Regions from separate parts of the Columba livia genome. Here region 1 is linked to region 2. A link is a contact called in public Hi-C data. All regions are on one chromosome and are shown on one strand. The core of a region is the stretch at or near the end of the contact, and the rest is flanking DNA. Distances in the headings are between cores, read along the strand shown. Region 1 holds the start of DENND2B (DENN domain containing 2B). Region 2 overlaps DENND2B (DENN domain containing 2B).

The links. A called contact is a pair of places that touch in the nucleus more often than the background predicts.
Region 1: a Hi-C map of liver shows a contact between it and region 2, with 6 times the contacts expected there. The contact joins the promoter of DENND2B here to the enhancer-like site in region 2. A contact is called at or near these places in 2 of 2 Hi-C or Micro-C datasets (crop and liver).

The regions. Positions count from the first base shown.
Region 1 is chr5:57,222,977-57,228,342 of bColLiv1.pat.W.v2, reverse strand. DENND2B (DENN domain containing 2B) reads left to right here and starts at 1,735. Exons shown (of 21, transcript XM_065065306.1): 1 at 1,735-2,024.
Region 2 is chr5:57,056,032-57,061,840 of bColLiv1.pat.W.v2, reverse strand. DENND2B (DENN domain containing 2B) reads left to right here. Exons shown (of 21, transcript XM_065065306.1): 16 at 5,253-5,430. Among named protein-coding and RNA genes, the nearest start is that of RPL27A, 11 kb to the right of the region's middle. Within about 2 kb of position 1,545, at least 1 of the 3 cell types and tissues checked has an H3K27ac peak away from gene starts, as active enhancers do.

The DNA of each region.
Region 1 (5,366 bases), core at 486-2,985, 170 kb before region 2:
GGACGGGGAACTGCTGGAGAGAGTCCAGCGCAGGGCAACAAAGATGATTAAGGGTGTGGAGCATCTCCCTTATGAGGAAAGTCTGAGGGAGCTGGGGCTCTTTAGCTTGGAGAAGAGGAGACTGAGGGGTAACATCATTAATGTTTACAGATATGTAAAGGGTGAGTGTCATGAGGATGGAGCCAGGCTCTTCTCGGTGACAACCAATGGTAGGACATGGGGCAATGGGTATACACTGGAATACAGGAGGTTCCACTTAAATTTGAGAAGAAACTTCTCAGTGAGGGTGACAGACACTGGAACAGGCTGCCCAGGGGGGTTGTGGAGTCTCCTTCTCTGCAGACATCCAAAACCCACCTGGACACCTTCCCGTGTAACCTCATCTGGGTGTTCCTGCTCCAGCAGGGGGATTGGACTGGATGATCTCTTGAGGTCCCTTCCAATCCCTGACATTCTGTGATTCTTTGATTTCACACTGGAAAGTGGTACTCTCTTTTACTGATTTGTTTATTTTTAACTTAGGAGGTTCAAAATAATAATTACAGTATACAGGGATGAGTGGCTGGGTGAAGTAGTATTAGTACAAGGGCAGAGCACCAGGTGAGCCGCCAGTTCAGGCCGCCTGCAAACTACCGCTGCATCCACTCTCGCAAAGAAAGAAGCCCTTTCGCTTTGGTTAGTAGAAAGAAAGTACAATGCGTTTTGGCCTCTTGCAAGCAAGGTTTACCAAACAGGCAAATTCACTCCCTGGAACCTGCTACTGGCCCAGAAGGACTGTCTGGCAGGGCAGCACATACCTGTGAGGCCTCGTCAGCCCTGCCATGTGTGAGGCTGCAGTTGAAACAGGCTGGGAAAGCGGCTGTGGCTATGTGTAAGTTAGAGCCACTCTGTGGCTTTGCCAACATTGCTTGTGCTGAGGTGATGGTAGAAAGTGTAAAATAAGCACAGAAACTTTAAGTGCAGTATGGCCAAGGTCAACAAGTAGTCCCTGTTTTTTCAAGTCCTTTGTTCCTGTTTGTGGAGCTTTGCTGGCTGTAATCTGTTTGGTAAGCAAGAAGAGTAATCCTCTCCCAGTTTACATTTTATTATCATCTTCCAGTTGCTTAACCAGGGCAGCAGCTAGCCCCTATAATAAACAAGCTCTTCATAGGCTGCTTGTTCATTAAAACACATTGAAGGCCCAAATTCAGTGTTTAAATACAACATTAGGTTGGGTGCCCTGTAGTCAAAGGAAGATGTAGGCAGCTGACAAGTTGTTTGAAGTCTGGGGGACTGAATGCAACATAAATGGGGGAGAAAAATAATATTTGATAAAACCAATGTTAGCATGTTTGAGATGTTTGTTTGATGTGCTGGAGAAGCTGCCAGGACAGACTGCTTCCTGCTTACTTGGAAGTCGAATATCTTTGAGCATCATTCTTTGTTATCATTGGTCTCCTGGAGAGGCAGATGGGCTTGTTATCTTGCTGCATTTGTGAAATATACTCAAAAAAGCCTGCCTGTGTTGTTTTCCTAACGGGGAAAGAAAATGGTATTCTTTTAATATTTCTGCCAGGTACTTGTAGCAGTAGCTTGTTGTTCAGGAGGTAAATTATTCTTTGTGTGTTGAAATTTAAACCTCACCATTTTTTGATGTTCAGTGACACAGTACTCCTTTTGCAGCTGAGTAAATACATCTGTCCCAAGAAGGCAGACGGCTGAAATAGCTTTTGCTTTGAAACACACACACACACATCAGAATGCAGATGAAAGTTACCCTTACTTCCTGTGCATTCACTCTTTTGAAATATAATGGAGGTTTGTGAAATGCTGGACATTTATACCAGATTTCATTGTTGTATGGGATAACAGATCAGGATATCTCAAGACAATATATCTTATTTTATTGATGAGGTGGCAAAAGCCAAAAGCATTTCATCCTGAATACTCAGCTCTTGGTTCAGATAAATGTCCTTAGGTAGGAAAGCTCGCTAGCATTTACCTAGTGTTGAGCACCATTTCGGTTCTATTTCAGTCAGTGGAAGGTAAGTAAGCATGTGCTGGAATTCGTATTTCCAGTGTCACTCTTATCTTTATTTTTCTTATGCTCCTATTATCGTTTGGTTAATATATTGTGAAGTGACTTGTTTTATAAATTCCTACATAATACTTCAAGATTTAGGTGTAGTCTTTGTATTTTCCGATACTCATGGTTCTGCCAACACCTAGTATATCCTGCCTCTTTTGTATGGTTTTTACATCAAACGTTTTGTGCGGGTTTGTCATCAGTTGACCCGGCAGAAGGACATGGCAGGAGTCCCAAGGAGCTGGCACCCATGACGCTGCTTGTGGCCCGTGTGGAGCACGTGTGATTTATCGCTTGTGCCATGCGGAGCCCTTCCTCGCCCTCCGGTACAAGCGTTACTGTGTCTGGCTGCGGAGGGGCCGCGGCAGGGCGCTGCCTCCGGTACGAGCGAGACCCGCGGCTCCGCTCCCGGTGCGCCGAGCGTTACAAAGCCGGTCCCAGCAGGCTGCATTCGAACTTTGAATGAAGTTCAGAGGCGTGCCGCCGCCTCCCTCTCCCCCTCTCTTTCTCTACAGGTACTGTTACTCCGAAGCTACCTCGGGGAGCGTGGAAAACTGGGGCCAGCGCCGCAAGCTCGAGCGCCCCGGTCCCGCCGCCCCGGGGTCTCGCCCGTTCCCCGCTCCCTGATGGAGACCATCTGCTCCGGCGCCGGGGCGCAGGAAGCGCGGCGCTGCGTTCCTCCTTCCTTCCTTTCTGCCCCGCAAGCGGCTCCGCGCGGAGAGTAGCCCAGCACTAGTGGGTTTTTAAATAAAAAATAAGCGGTACCGCTCCTTCGGGGTAGAGGGAGGAAGAAGATTGTCGGGCGCGGGTCTCGGTTCTCTCCTCCTCCCCCTGCCCATCGCATCTTCCCCGCGGACAGGCCCGTCCTGCCTGGCACTGCCGGGCTGCTCCCCTTCCTCCTGTCTGGCAAAGACCCGGACTTGGGGCCGGAGTCGGGCGGCGCCCACTCTCCGCGGGGTCGGGGCCGAGCGCTGCCGGCGGGAGCGGTGTCTCGGCCGCCCGGGGCTGCCCGGCCGCGGTGGGGCTGCAGCCCGCACCGGGCTGCGCTAGGGGAGCAGGTTTCTTTGTTGGCTGCCGGGTGACTGGTTCCCATTAATCTCCCGCACTGGCCGTGGCCGTCTCCACTTCCTGCCTTTGCATACTTCTCTCTCCCTCGATCTGAGTGCCTTCCCTCCCCCTTCCCTCCCCCCTTTCTTTCTCTCCCTCTTCCTAGCTTCTCCAAAAAAGCTACAACCGCCGGGTTGCGGGACGGGGGCTGCAGGCGTCCGGCGGAAGGAGCGCATCCCTGCGCGCCTCGGTAAGGGCCGAGGAGCTGCGCTGCCGGGCGGTGGTCCTCTCTGGGGACTCGGGCAGGGGAGCGGGGCTGAGGGAGAAACGATTGATCGTGCTACGGTTCGCCGTCCCTGTGTCCTGAGAGCCGCCCGCCTCCCGGGAGCGGGGCGGGCCGGGGATGCTGGGCGGCGGGAGCTCCCCGGGCCCTGCGGTTCCCGGGGACGCGGAGCCGCCGACCCGCGGGGAGCGTAGATGGGCGCTGAGTCCTTGCGCACGGGCGGAGCGGAGAGTCGGTGCTCCCGCGCTGGTGTGACCTGTGCCGCCGCCGGGCCTCGCGGGACGTTTCTTCTTGCGTGGGCGTCGAGGGCAGAGGCACCCCGGAGGGACAGAGCACAGGAGAGGGACCGGGCCAACGGCAACCGGGCCGGGGAGCCAACCCGCTGAGCGTGGGGCTCTGATCTGCAGAGAGATGGGGAGCTGTGGCACTTTTTTTTCCCTTCCAGTGCCCCCTTGTATCGTCTGTACAGCCGGCTGTAATGTTTGCAGGGGTGTTGACGAGAGTAGGGGAGCCACCTGGACTCCAGCGGAAGACTTTGGGATCCCAAGACAGATTTAGCTGAAGAGCTAAGGGAGCTGCTTCAGCAGTTCACTTGGTGGGAAAATCAGATGTACTGCTCTTGGCTTGGTACCAAACATTTACTTTACTAAGGAGCAGCGGGTCACCGCAATGAAAGAGTAGCAGCTAAATATGAGAGAGCCTTCTTATGTTTACTTCAGTTTTATAATTCAAATGTACTTTGAGTCAAGGTAAATGAAGCCGGATGCATAGTATTATTGCATAGAGTATGTCAGTAGCAGTGTTTTCCACACCCTTGTTTTACTGTTGCACTGACTTTGGGGAATAGATTTTCTTATATTTTTATTTTGAGCAATCAGTCTTTAACTTCAGCCAGATATTGGATAATCCAGTAAAAATCATCTGGAGTGTTCAAAACTTGTGGAAGATGAAAGATGAAACTATTAGTTGTAGTGTGATTTCTGGTGATGCGGAGTAGGATGAATTGAAGTGAGGTTGTTTTGCCTTTAAGACTTAATAATGTTGTGTTTATGTATGATTAATTTCTAGTCAGCAGATTAAAATATTCCATATACTGGAAGGGTAAGTTAACAGAAGAAAGGTAAGATTATCTTGCATTTAAGGTGAGATTTTAGAAAAGCATGTATGTTTTAGGAGTATCAAAATTCAGCTTTGATTTTGATGATTGGGTTGTGCAGGTGGCATAGTGGAAATGTTACCAGGTTGAGGGGTGAGACTAAGATTTATGGCTTTGACCATTAATTTCCTTCTTATTTTGCAATGAGTTATTTAAAGGAAAACTGCAACACCTTTAAGCAATTAGGATTACTTTATCAAGTTACCTAAGAATGTAGTTGAGCACCTTTTAAAGCTAGCTGCAGTCTACATATTGTTAAGAGTGACTAGGCTGACAGGGAACTGGAATCAATTTCCTCTGCTAGTGTGGAGGAGTGGGAAGTAGGGCTCCTTGGGAAGGGTGGTAGAGTGGTGGTGCTGGGCCTCACTGGGCACAGAGACCATCCTGCTCCTAAAAGTGCACAGCATGTGTTCTCCTCTTGTATGCAGAAAGAAGAGTTCTGCCTGGTCTGGCATTCTCCTGCTGCCTTCAGGGTGCTGAACCCCCCTAGGCAGATTGTTTGCTCTAGTCACTGCCATTCCCAAGTGCTGGGGAGGAGAGATGTCTTCTGACCTCACCTACCCCTACAGCATTTGTGCTGTGGCTGCCAGAATTTGCTCAAAGGAGCTCAGGACCAAATGTTGCCTTTCACTTTAAGCAAGTGACTTTTAACATATACTGTAGCTCTTTAAGGAGCATGTGACCTCTTATTACTGGTGACCCTGTAAGCCATTGTGTAATCTGTTGACTGTAATGCACCATGCCAATTTATTCTTGGTTGGGAAGTCTTGCCAAGGACTTGATAGAATAGCATGATTTTATCCACTTTATTGTTT
Region 2 (5,809 bases), core at 296-2,795:
GCATTGTATCAAAGATTTTATTGAATTCTCGTTTCATTCCTCCCTGCCGTTTTTGGAGAGCAGTTGGTGGTATCTGGGTTAATGAAACGTATGTCCTACAGCACAAGCTGTTGATCTGGGGGGCTGTGGGGGCACAGAGCCTCACTCCCAGGGGGTCAGGGGGTGCTGGAGCTGAGCACCCACGCTGTGGGGCAGGGAGACAGCAGTGACATCTCCCTGTTGTCGTCTGGCTCTTCCGACAGGCCCGGGATGCCCGAGGGCTTGCTTTAAACAGAGCTCCCGCAGGGATGCTGCAGGAGCTGATTACAGAGAGACAGCTGGAGTATGGAGGATGCCACTTGCAATACTGATACATTTTCATTTACTTCTTGTCCCTGATGCTATTACTTTGTCTTATCCACCTGAATAAAAGTGCTACTATTATTTATTCTTGTGCACTCAGAGGAAGCTTTATTTTTTCAGAGCTGAGGTGTGTATTGTATCTAGCACAGCATGGTTCTGCTCTGTGACAACAATGCTATGTGCGCTCCATCTCCCACCCAAACTGTAGCAGTCTGCTACAATTTTTACTTCTGTCTTGATGCTTTTCAAGCTTTCTGCTTTGTCATTCCCCTCTGGCTCTTCTGTCTGAATGCTTGGCCCTGTAGCCTTTCCCAGAGTGTTTTACAGAGTCCTCTGCAAACCTCTCACGTCGTTTTATCTTGCAGAGTTGTCACAGACTTCTCTGTCTCTTTGTCTGTCAGAGACTGGAGTTAATCCAGGAGCTGGGGAGGCATTGAAGGGTGTAGGAGGGAAGTGGCAGGCATCTGGTTTTGCTCTGCAGTTGTCAGTGGCACAAGGGCAGGAGCCAGCACAGTGGAGCACAGCCACGGCCTGTGAGGAGGCAGGGGGGTGTAACACCTGGGAAGGACAGAAACTCCAGACTCCAGCCTCAAGAGGAGGAAGCTCTCCCGAGCAGAAGAGAGGACGTGGGTCAGCGAGGTATCTCGGTCACAGCGCTGTTGGGAGCTGGAGCACACACACCTTAACACAGCAGATGAAAGTGTTCAGCAAATGTGGGCAGAGTCACGTTATTAAATCAGCAGGGAGAAATGAGAAACATGAAAAGGTTGTGGAAAAGTAAACATAGGCAGTGGAAACACTTCTTTGTGAATTTACATTTTTTTGCTATGTTTCTCCATCTGAGGAAGCAGAGGGACCAGATTCTGACAATCAGTCCCAGTCCTGTGCGTGGTCCAGAGCATCAGCACAGCACAGAGCTGGCACCAGCCCTGGGGTGACGGAGCTGCTGCGTGGCTCGGCCCCGCGCCCGAGGGCTGTTCCTCCCTCCTCTCCTGGCTGAGAGAGCTGGTCTGTCCCTTGGGAGAGGAGGAGGAAGGGGAAGGGATATTCTCACCATCCTCTTCTTCAGTGCAAATGCCAGAATGACTGTAGATGTGCATGAAAGCAGCAAGGTAGGATCAGGGAGCTCTGCCAGCAAGTGGTTGTCTGTGCTAGCAGCTTAGTCCTGGACTTAGGAGATGCTCGGTGTGTGAGGGTCCCCTGGGTCTGTAAGAAATTGTAGGTGGTAGAGGGGGAAGTGAGAAGGAATATAACTTTGGGCTCTCATTCTGCCAAAAATAGAGTTATCAATTGTATCTGTGGAATATTTCCAATGTGAGTAGTACGTGTAACTGAATATGACTTTAATGTTTCTTGAGAGTTGGTGACATGCGGTACACAACGAGCCATGGTCCTCTGAAGCAGACATGTCCAGCACCAGCATCCGCATGGGCAGTGCTCCCCGCAGCCTGGGCAGCGTCCCTTCAGGGTTTTACAGCACACAACGCGTGTTTCTCAGAATGTGGTAGTTGTGCTGTGATTAGATATTAATACAGCCTGGGCTTTGGGTTACTTTTTGGTTGACTGATGCAGAAACTGATAGCAGACATCCTCCTACCTAAAGGACAGTGAATGTTCTTGTAATGTAATGTTGATTTGCCTTTGACATGGGCCTAAATCATGTGCACAAGCAGTCTTCATGATTCAGCTGAGTCATGGTAATGTCTGAAATTCCTGTGCCTCTGCTCTTAATCTGAGCCTTGTGTCTCCACAGCCAAATAAACAACAAGGAAACGTTTCTGTTCACTATCATGAGAAAATGATCTAGAAAACAAAATAGCCCAGAGGAAGATAAATCAGCTTTGAGTGGGAAAGAAGCACTGACATCTTTTCTCTGTAATGTGATAAAAGATCTCTTCTTCAAGAGAAATTTGTGATTAAGAATGTCTCCAGAAGACGATATAATATCATATTAATAGTTTCATGGAGAGAAGATCAAATACTAAAGGCTTTTTTCAACTAGTGATTAAAAGGCACAGGAAGAACCAAAACCTGGGCAAAATCCAAATAATTTTTAACAAGATGATGACCATGGAAAAAAAAACTGGAAGGAGAAATGGTGGATTGCCTTTGCTCCCTGGGACCATCACAGTGCATCTCCCGCTTGTGCACAACTCTGGCAGTGCTTGCCCTCTAAAGTACATGATGGTTTATGCTCCTTGTTAGTGTGTGACTCATGCAATAGTTGGGTTTCTTGTGCCCACGTATAAAATTACCTGCATATGGGTAATAAAAGAAGTGTTTTCCAGTAGGATGACAGCTAGAACATTATGCAGTGTTCCTGTAAAACTGCACAGACCAAATGAAAAAGCCTATTCTCAAACCAGCTCTCCAGATTACCAAAACTGCCCTAGACTATTAAAACTGAAAATATTTCTAAAATCTAATTTCTTTGACTGTTCTGTTGCTTTACATTGTGTGCTTCACACATCTTAAAGAAAATAAATCATCTGACCTTATTTCTCATAAACAAGAACAGTGGGACAATATGTGGGTTGTACATCTTGAAAGGAAAAACTGGAGCGGAGCTGGTTTCCCAGGGCAGGGCTTTCTTTTTTTAATTTTCCAAACATGCTTTTCTGAATAATACCCTTTTAAAAGGATCTGAACCATATTTTTAGAGATTTAAACTGGGGAGTTCCCTTACATCCATCAGCTCTTGAATTTTACCTCATGGAACGCGAAAAGCTCATGCTGAAGTGAAAGATGTGTACCCTGTCTAAATGTGAATCTTCCCAGCTAGAGAAGACACACGGGTGCTTTGTACAAGCAGGAGTTTGGTAAGGGGGCGTGCGGCTCCCGCCGCATGAGCCGCATCTGGGAGGGCGACTCTGGGGACTGAAAGTTTGGAGCAAGTGTTTCATGGGGGCTCAGCCTGAGGCATCTCAGGGAAAGGTTTCCTGAGGCTGAATGCTGAAAAACTGTGTGTGGAGCCTTAAAATGCGCAGGCGGAGGTGGTGACAAGGGTGATGGCGTGACCCGCGGGACGCTGCCACAGGACACCCCCATGGCCCCCGCTGCTCCAGCTGCTGCCTCATCCCTGCCAGCGCCCGGGAAAGCTCTGGAAGAGAAACCAGCGTCCTGGGCTGGAGCCCGAAGCCTCCCTTAGTGTGGGAACAGCACGGCCGGGAGGATGCAGGGGCTGATTTACGTCACAGCACTGCGCGTAAAACAACAAGTTACAAAAGGGCATTCTATAGAAAGGAAAAAAATGCTAACCGAATATCAGAAGAATGTTTGTCTTCCTGCTTTTAGCTTAATGTGGCTCTTTTTTTAGTCACTCAGCTAGGATGACTGACTTTGTAGTAGTTGAAAATGCCACAGAGTTGTTAAAGCGAGCTTAAGAAAGCACTGGGAGCCTGTACAATGCTCCGCAGCTCTTCTGGAACATACCGCTCTGCTTGCTATGGTAGACAAAAGCATGAGGCAACTGCAGCATCATTGCCTGCTATTAAAAAAAAAACAAAACAGAAAGAGAGAAACAGCATCATTTTTACAATAAACTCATGTCAGGCAACATATGTCATAAAATCATGCTGTGATTTATGGATCTTAAAGTAAGTGTCAAGTAAAACCAACCCAACAGATTATTTGCAGTAAAAGACAAGCATTTTCTCTTCCCCAACGTTTTCTCTCTTTGTCCTCTAGTTCTCACTTTTCCCATTCAGCAAACTGCAAAGGTTAATCACTGACAGGAACAAACAGGTGAAACCTTTCTCCTGGCCTTGGAGTAATCCACAACTGAAAATGCTCGCCAAGGTTATTCTGGTGGAGGTCTGATGCCACCTAAAGTCTCCAACAAGCCTTGCAGCAGAAGAAATCCGCATTTCTCCCCAGCATTCTCAAGCAGTAACAGCTCCGAAGTTATCAGTTATTTATAGTTCTTTGTGGCTACATTAAGCACAGCAGAAGTTTACACTGTGAGAAAATTAGCTCAGTCATGCTAGGCTGGGTAAAATTCCAAATTTCTGTCATCCTCAGCTGGTGAGAAGCAGATGTTGTAACTCAGTCCAAAATCAAAGCTCTGAAATTGAGAGTCTGTCATATTCCCCTGATGCTAAAACTAGCTTGGTAATCATGTTCCTTTATTTTTAACATTTGGAAACCACGTGACTGTAAAAGGGAATCAGATTCAGTAGATGGAAGGACAATGCATGCAAAAAATTTTCCGTAAATGATATCAAGCATTAATGTTTAGGGGATACCAATATATATTTTAGAGTCCTCTACCGAGCACGGTTAATACATTTATTACTAGAGGTGGTCAATAAGCCCATTAAAAAATATGTTGTTGTCACAAATCTATACAAACCTTGAAAAAATGTTGCTTTTATTTGGTTTCCTTCAGAGTACGTATTGATCATTGGGGTTATTTTGCATCTGCTTTAGTAGAGTTTTTGTTTAAGATTCTTATTTTTTGACTTTTTATTTTTCATTTTCCCTTGTTTATGCGTTAGTGCTCCACATAAGAACATCAGTATTATGCTTTTTTTTACTACTGACACGGTTATAGCAGCTAAGAACAGAAGTTGCTTTTGGAGTTCAGGCATCATTCACGGTAGCTGCTATAAGTGTTGCTGGGGACATTAAACCTCATCTTCTAGATCAAAGTGTCTCCTGACTGCTATGATCAAACAAATTGATTTCAGGTTTTTATCTTTAGTTTCAAGTTACCTGGAGGTGAGTGTGGGCAAAACTACCCCAGTGCCCAGTACGGGACTGGCAGGGACTGGAAGGGGACGCGGGCTGTCTGCAGTCAGAGGTGACAGCCCGTGGGCACTTGCATTTGAACGCACCGGGTTTGTCAGCAAGTGGTAGATGTCCTAGACAAAAAAGAACCCCTGCTAATGTGGTCGCCCCTCTCTCCCCAGCACCCTCTCGAGCTGCTCGCACGCCGTGGTGGCCCTGCTGTACCCCTTCTCCTGGCAGCACACCTTCATTCCCGTCCTGCCCTCGTCCATGATCGACATCGTGTGCTGCCCTACGCCCTTCCTGGTGGGACTGCTCTCCAGCTCTCTGCCCAAGCTCAAGGAGCTGCCCGTAGAGGAGGTAGGAGATGGCACCGGGGTTGTTTGCCTGGAGTAAAGCTGGCCTCATCCTGGAGAGGGCCTGCCAGTCCTCACATGTTTAATTTTTAATCTGCCTCTTTGTTTCTTCTCTGCCCAATTCTCACGGGCAACTGCCTCTTGGTAAAACTGCAGTAGTAAGTTTAGTCTCCTCTTTACTCCATTCCTCTTCCCATACCTGGCACCTCGACAGGGCAAAGTGAATGTTAACCTGGTCAACAAGTAAGTACAGCGTAAATATGCTGAATTGCTCTGATTTTGTTGGACCTGGAACATGAAGAGGAAGACATGAAGTGCCATTTGCTACGACGCTTATTAATGCTAATAGAAGTTGTGCATGAAGCCATAGCCAGCACAGAAAA